2 separate regions of the Oncorhynchus mykiss genome follow, and region 2 is linked to region 1. A link is a contact called in public Hi-C data. All regions are on one chromosome and are shown on one strand. The core of a region is the stretch at or near the end of the contact, and the rest is flanking DNA. Distances in the headings are between cores, read along the strand shown. Region 1 holds the start of LOC110529712 (disheveled-associated activator of morphogenesis 1). Region 2 holds the start of LOC110529713 (trans-L-3-hydroxyproline dehydratase).

Evidence for each region. A called contact is a pair of places that touch in the nucleus more often than the background predicts.
Region 2: a contact with region 1 is called in a Hi-C map of liver, with 5 times the contacts expected there. The contact joins the promoter of LOC110529713 here to the promoter of LOC110529712 in region 1. A contact is called at or near these places in 2 of 3 Hi-C or Micro-C datasets (blood and liver).

Annotation. Positions count from the first base shown.
Region 1 is chr8:26,464,603-26,468,013 of USDA_OmykA_1.1, reverse strand. LOC110529712 (disheveled-associated activator of morphogenesis 1) reads right to left here and starts at 1,834. Exons shown (of 26, transcript XM_021612170.2): 1 at 1,663-1,834.
Region 2 is chr8:26,595,064-26,598,527 of USDA_OmykA_1.1, reverse strand. It overlaps LOC110529713 (trans-L-3-hydroxyproline dehydratase), which reads left to right and starts at 1,790. Exons shown (of 6, transcript XM_036985193.1): 1 at 1,790-1,917. The coding sequence starts at 1,885.

The sequences.
Region 1 (3,411 bases), core at 585-3,084:
TGGGTTCTCCCTGACCAAGGCCCTTCTCCCCCGATTGCTCAGTTTGGCCAGGCGGCCAGCTCTAGGTAGAGTCTTGGTGGTTCCGAACTTCTTCAATTTAAGAATAATGGAGGCCACTGTTCTTGGGGACCTTCAATGCTGCAGACATGTTTTGGTACCCTTCCCCAGATCTGTGCCTCGACACAATCCTGTCTCAGAGCTCTACGGACAATCCCTTTGATCTCATGGCTGGGTAAGTAAGGAATTTGTTTTTTTTCTGCTTTGTCATTATGGAGTATTGTGTGTAGATTGCTGAGGATTATTATTATTTGAAATCAATTTTAGAACAAGGCTGTAAAGTAACAAAATGTGGAAAAGGTCAAGGGGTCTGAATACTTTCCGAAAGCACGTGACTAGACAACAGGATAGATACTAAGCAGCGCATGTGAAGAGTCACACGGAACCCAAACCGGCTGCACGCGTGCGCCATCGTGCATAAATGTATTTTGTCTCCCTACACCAAATGCGACCACGACACGCAGGGTAAAATATCAAAACAAACTCTGAACCAATGACATTAATTTGGGGACAGGTCAAAAAGCATTAAACATGTATGGCAATTTAGCTAGTTAGCTTGCACTTGCTAGCTAATTTGTCCTATTTAGCTAGCTTGCTGTTGCTAGCTAATTTGTCCTGTGATATAAACATTGACTTGTTATTTTACCTGAACTGCACAAGGTTGTTTTCCCTGAACTCTACTCTGACAAATTAATCCACACATAAAACGGCCAACCGAATCGTTTCTAGTCATCACTCCTCCTTCCAAGCTTTTTCATGTTGAACTTATATGGTGATCAATCTAAGCTTTCATAGTATTACCACGACTACCAGCAAAAAAGTTTGTCTTTCAATGGGTACCTGCTTCTATAAACCAATGAGGAGATGGGAGAGGCAGGACTTTCAGCTCGATCTGCGTCAGAAATAGGAATTACTTATATTTTAGCCCTTGGCATCGCAGACGCTCGTTGGCGCAATAATTGAATAACATGGATTTCTACACTTATTTAGCGACGCTCGCGCACGCGACGTGTCCGGTCTGGTCAGCGTGTCAGAGTTAACACTAAAAAGGGTCAATGCAGATAGTTAACCAATAGCTAGCCGGACTAACTACCGGTATGTACCAGTCTCCTCTGCTACGCCAAACAGTACCTAACCTGTAACGGCTAATGGAGCATCAAATTAGCCCGTTACAGCTACTAAACCAATTGAGTAGGCGTTTATCTACGTGGGTGTTTATCTTACATGAGATGCAAACAGCACCTGCAAATTACTGACAGGCTTTGCCAACTCGAACGACATCGAAACTGTTGATAATAAACAATTGATCACAGAGGCTCTCCTGAGCGTCGAACTTCAACACTAGGTATACAAGTTGTGGAAATAAGAGTATAGAAAAAGTTAACACAGCAACAACAAATACGCAGGATGTAACCACGTTACACATCAACAGAAGGAAATGCGTCCTAAATGCAGTTGTCTCTGATCACTCTAGCCGGTGTCACTGCATCTTTCTGCAAGACAAACAGCACAATAGAATTTCTAAGGGGCCTATCGAAGGTTCTGCACGGATGATGAGCGTATTCAAGAAACTCGTTCAAAAGTCTGCACCAAAAGCATTCTTACCTCGTGTGGGTGCACATTTTTCTGATGATATCCACAAGTACTCCCAGCAAACAATGTACTGTTTAATATTAAGCTACCGGTAGACTCAGTATTTTTGGGATAATCTCAATTGCATAGGCATTCTCCTCGCCTCCTACTCAAAAGCCATTGGATTTTTAAAAAAGAGGTCCCGCCCTTCTGACCTTATCCTCCAATCGGGTTTAATAAGGAGGCGAGGAGATAAGAGAGGAGAGAGGACGCGAGGAGAATTCAATAGAGATTGTCCCAGTGACATCATCCCCTTTGCGATTATCAAAAAGCCAATGTGCATGCTTATAGCGATAAGCGTTTTCTGGGAACTGTAGTTGGCCAATGCTACCATCTAGCTTTCTCTCGTGAGTATTACAAACACATGATATTATTTACCCTTGAAGAGCTTCACTGGGCGGATTCGATTATGCTGAGCAGCAGGGCGCCGGTCTATGGCCCGTGACGTGAACGGGCAAAAACGGTGAGGAGCACCATTCTCAAATCGATCAGTAATCTGCGCCACTCGGCAATGTTGTCAACAAGGCAGCATATTTTGAGCCGATTTAGCCGTGGGCTTTGAGCGGGACAGCCCTGTTATGAAACGAATGCAACAACACGCGTAACCGGGCGCCCGAGACAGGTTAATCGAATCATCTCACTGCTATATCTTTCTGTTGTGGCTTTTGATACATTTTCCCAGGTTTATCAAAATTCCTAGGCTAAAATGCCTATTATAATAATCAATAAAGCAACATGTTTTTATGTTAGGCTATCTGCTCTCAATATTGTGACAGTATGTTCTTGTTTATAAGTCAGTAACAACACCAAAGTAGTTGTAGAACTTGGTTACTATCTCAAGTCAATTTATTGCCAAGCTAATCAACTGATTTCATATTTTCACAACCTGCAATTTTCAAGAAATGTATAATGCATAGCAAAAAACTGTATATTGATCATGCAATCTGTCTACAAGAACCTCTACTAAGGGAGCTGGGTTGTGAAATAAAATAATTATCCAATAAACTTTATTCTAAAAAAATGTTTTTAAATTCAACATGGCCTCTTAGCCATACAGCTTTTAGGTTATTCCACAAATAGTGTCTTTCAAATCAAATGTTATTGGTCGCATACATATATTTCACAGATGTTATTGCGGATGTAGGAAAATGCTTGTGTTCCTACTTCCAACAGTGCAGTTATATCTAGCAATACACAATAATATACACAAATCTAAAAAAGTGCTATTAATGGAATTCTGAAATAAGAAATATGAGGATGAGCAATGTCGGCTTCCAGTGTGTGTCTTGGGATATGCTACATATTCTATCCATATTGCCTATATATCTGAAGAATACGTAGGGTAGAATAGCATATGTACATCAATAGTTAAACAGGATAGGCCTTGACTAGAATATACAGTATATACATATGAAATGGGTATAGCTGTATGTAAACATTATTAAAGTGACTAGTATTCCATTATTAAAGTGCCCAGTGTTCCATTACTATGTACATAGGGCAGCAGCCTCTAAGGTGCATGGTAGAGTAGCCGGGTAGTGACAGTGACTAAATTTCAGGGCAGTGTACCGGCTAGTGTTGACTATTTAACATTCTGATGGAGTTGAGATAGAAGCTGTTTTTCAGTCTCTCAGTCCCAGCTTTGATCCACCTGTACTGACCTTGTGTTCTGGATTGTAGCGGGGTGAACAGGCCGTGGCTCGGGTGGCTGAGGTCCTTGAT
Region 2 (3,464 bases), core at 541-3,040, 130 kb before region 1:
TTTAAAATATTTCTCACAAAAACAAGCTTACCATTGTGAAATGACAACTGAGCGTACCGCAAGCGTTCTATTTTCAATGCCTTTTACATTTAACCGTTTACATTTAATTCAGTTCGTGTGATGTTAATTTAGCTTTTTGCGAACGCGGAAACAACTTTGCAGACGAACACCACAACATGTAAAATCCTCAAAAATCGCTCTGTCAACAGGACTTGGTGCTTGTTATTGGATGTATGAATCGTGACACATGAATCGCAGCAAATTGTTTCAATTTCAGCATTGGTGTAAAGTACTCTAGTAAAAATACATTAATACTAATTAAATCGTTTTTGGGGGTATCTGTACATTACTATTTATATTTTTGACAGCTTTAACCTCACTACTTTTACTAAAGAAAACAATGTACTTTTTACGCTAAATGTTTTCCCTGACACCCAGAAGTACTCCTTACATTTTGAATGCTTTGTAAATGATATCTGAGTGTTGGAGTGTGCCCCTGGCTATCTTTCATTAAAAAAAACACAAGAAAATGTTGCAGCCTGGTTTGTTTAATATAAGGAATTTGAAATGCTGTGTACTTTTACTTTTGATACTTAAGTATATTTTAGCAATTACATGTACTTTTTATACTTAAGATATCTTTACTTTTACTCAAGTATGACAATTGGGTACTTTTTACGCCACTGCATTTCAGTCTTGTCTTTGGTCATGTTCGCATTGGTCAAACAAACAAAAAACTGGTTTAGTTGACAATAGAGCCTCCCACAATGCAGGTGATGGATGCAGGATGAAGTTGTTGAAAAGCAACTACGGAACTTGGGCTGAATCACAAATCACCCCTTCCCCTCAGCCTTCCATTTGAGCCTTCACATGTGCCTTTGCCATCTGCTCAGGTGTCCCAAAGCTGAGGGAGTAAAAATGATCTAGACAGCAGGGCTGCAGGTTTCAGAGAGAAGTGTTATCACAACAAACACTGCATATGTTTGGAGTTTGCACAATTTAATCCAAAATAATGGAGAGGAGTGCCTAATTATGTGTCACATGCTTATATGTCTGATTTATTGACTTGACACATTTAACAGATATACTTCCCAAATTAAATGTTTAACAGTTACGGAGGTTAATATCTTGTAAAACAATTTCATTCTCGTTTTATTATTTAAAAGTGGAACATGAATTGCATCGATCAAGTCGGGAGTGTGTCCAGAAGTTAATGTGTTTATTAAAGCCCATCGCCACTCTCTGTTAAATCATCCTTGGAGTTTCTTCACAACACTTTGGGATTCACCGCTGCAGTCATGACCTTTGATCACATGATTTGTGTAACGTTCATGCAGTCAACATGTAGGCGTACGTTTTTAAAAAAGTGCCCCAGAATGCAACACACTTTGAAAGACGGTGACCAACGATGGTAAAGGACTTGACAAAATTGATCCGCTCGAATGCGTCCATGACCTTCAGAAAGGGATACTGTTTCGTGTAAACAAAACCTATCACCGGCCCCAAACCAGCCATGCAAATGCATGTTGATTTCGTCTATCCACACCAGTACCCAATCATTTCCTTTTAAGTTTGGGCGTAGTAGAGTTTGCAATGTAAAACTGACTCAAATAGAATCAAGGTCTTTGGAAAGTGTTAACAGCGCTGCCTGCTGGAAATATCACGTGGCAACACTGCTACAGGCCAATAAATACCAGTCTCAATATTGAATGAGTTCTTACTGGTATAAAATAATTGAAATCCCAAATTCTTGTTTTCATTAATCATATTTGCTTGCAATAATATTAGAAGCCATTGATTAAAAAAATAATTATTTTTGACTTTTATTTTGAAGTTTGCATTTGAATACCGGAAAGAAAGGAACGGAAATTTAAGCAGCGTTCCATGAACGTAAATAGCAGGATTGGATCTAAGAAAGTAGGTAAACAACTCTACGCATGCCCTACAGCACTCTAATAGCATAGTTCGAACTACTTTTAACTTCATAGGCTACCTTGAAAAACGGGTTTGAATGGTGTTTCATACGGTCTATCTGTAGGTGTTATTATATATTTTTTACTCAATTCAATACACTTCATTCTGAACTGAACAAAAATATAAAGGCAACATGCAACAATTTCAAAGATTTTACTGAGTTACAGTTCACATAAGAAAATGAGTCAACATAAATACATTTGTTAGGCCCTAATCTATGGATTTAACATGACTGAGAATACAGATTTGTATCTGTTGGTCACAGATACCTTAAAAAAAGGTAAGGGCGTGGATCAGAAAACCAGTCAGTCTGTGGCGTGACCACAATTTGCTTCATGCAGGGCCACACATATCTTTAGCATATAGTTAGTTGATCAGGCTGTTAATTGTGGCCTGTGGAATGTTGCCCCACTCCTCTTCAATGGCTGTGTGAAGTTGATGGATATTGCGGGGAACTGGAATGCGCAGTCGTACACGGCGATTCAGACAATCCCAAACATGCTCAATGTTGCCCCACTCCTCTTCAATGTCTGTGTGAAGTTGATGGATATTGCGGGGAACTGGAATGCGCAGTCGTACACGGCGATCCAGACAATCCCAAACATGCTCAATGGGTGGCACGTCTGAGTATGCAGGCCATGGAAGAACTGGGACATTTTCAGCTTCCAGGACTGGTGTACAGATCCTTGCGACATGGGGCAATGTATTAATCATGCTGAAACATGAGGTGATGGCGGTGGATGAATGGCACGACATTGTGCCTCAGGATCTGGTCATGGTATCTCAGTACATTCAAATTGCCATAGATAAAATGCAATTGTGTTAATTGTACGTAGTTTATGCCTGCCCATACCATAACCCCACCGCCACGATGGGGCACTCTTTTTACAACGTTGACATCATCAAACTGTTTGCTAACAACGCCATACACGTGGTCTGCGGTTGGACGTACTGCCAAATTCTCCAAAATGACGTAGGTGGCTTATGGTAGCGCAATGAACATTACATTTTCTAGCAACAGCTCTGGTGGACATTCTTGCAGTCAGCATGCAAATTGCACGCTCCCTCAATTTGAGACATCTAACGGCAAAGTCTCCTTTAGTTTTGTTCTGTTACCAAACTTCGTATCTGCACAGTTCTTCCTTTGAAAGTGTTTTTGTAAAATATTCTGTGGAAAATTGGAAGTAGTCCTTGTGCACAGAACTCTATTGTTTAAACTTTTAAATCAATGGTTTTTGTTTGGTATACATTTTAAAGTGAAAAATCTGAGTGTGTAATTCCGTTACCATGGAATTGCAGTAATAAGAGGAGGGAGGGTCAAATCAGTCTCATGGGTGGGGGGAGACTGAAGTTCAGGAGGGGGCAGGCACGTGCACAGATGGGGTCTACCTGTGCCAGAGTACCTGCCTCCTTTGTCCTCCCACTATCACTGGGTGGTGGTATATACACTGAGCATACCAAACATCCTAATATTGAGTTACGCCCCCCCC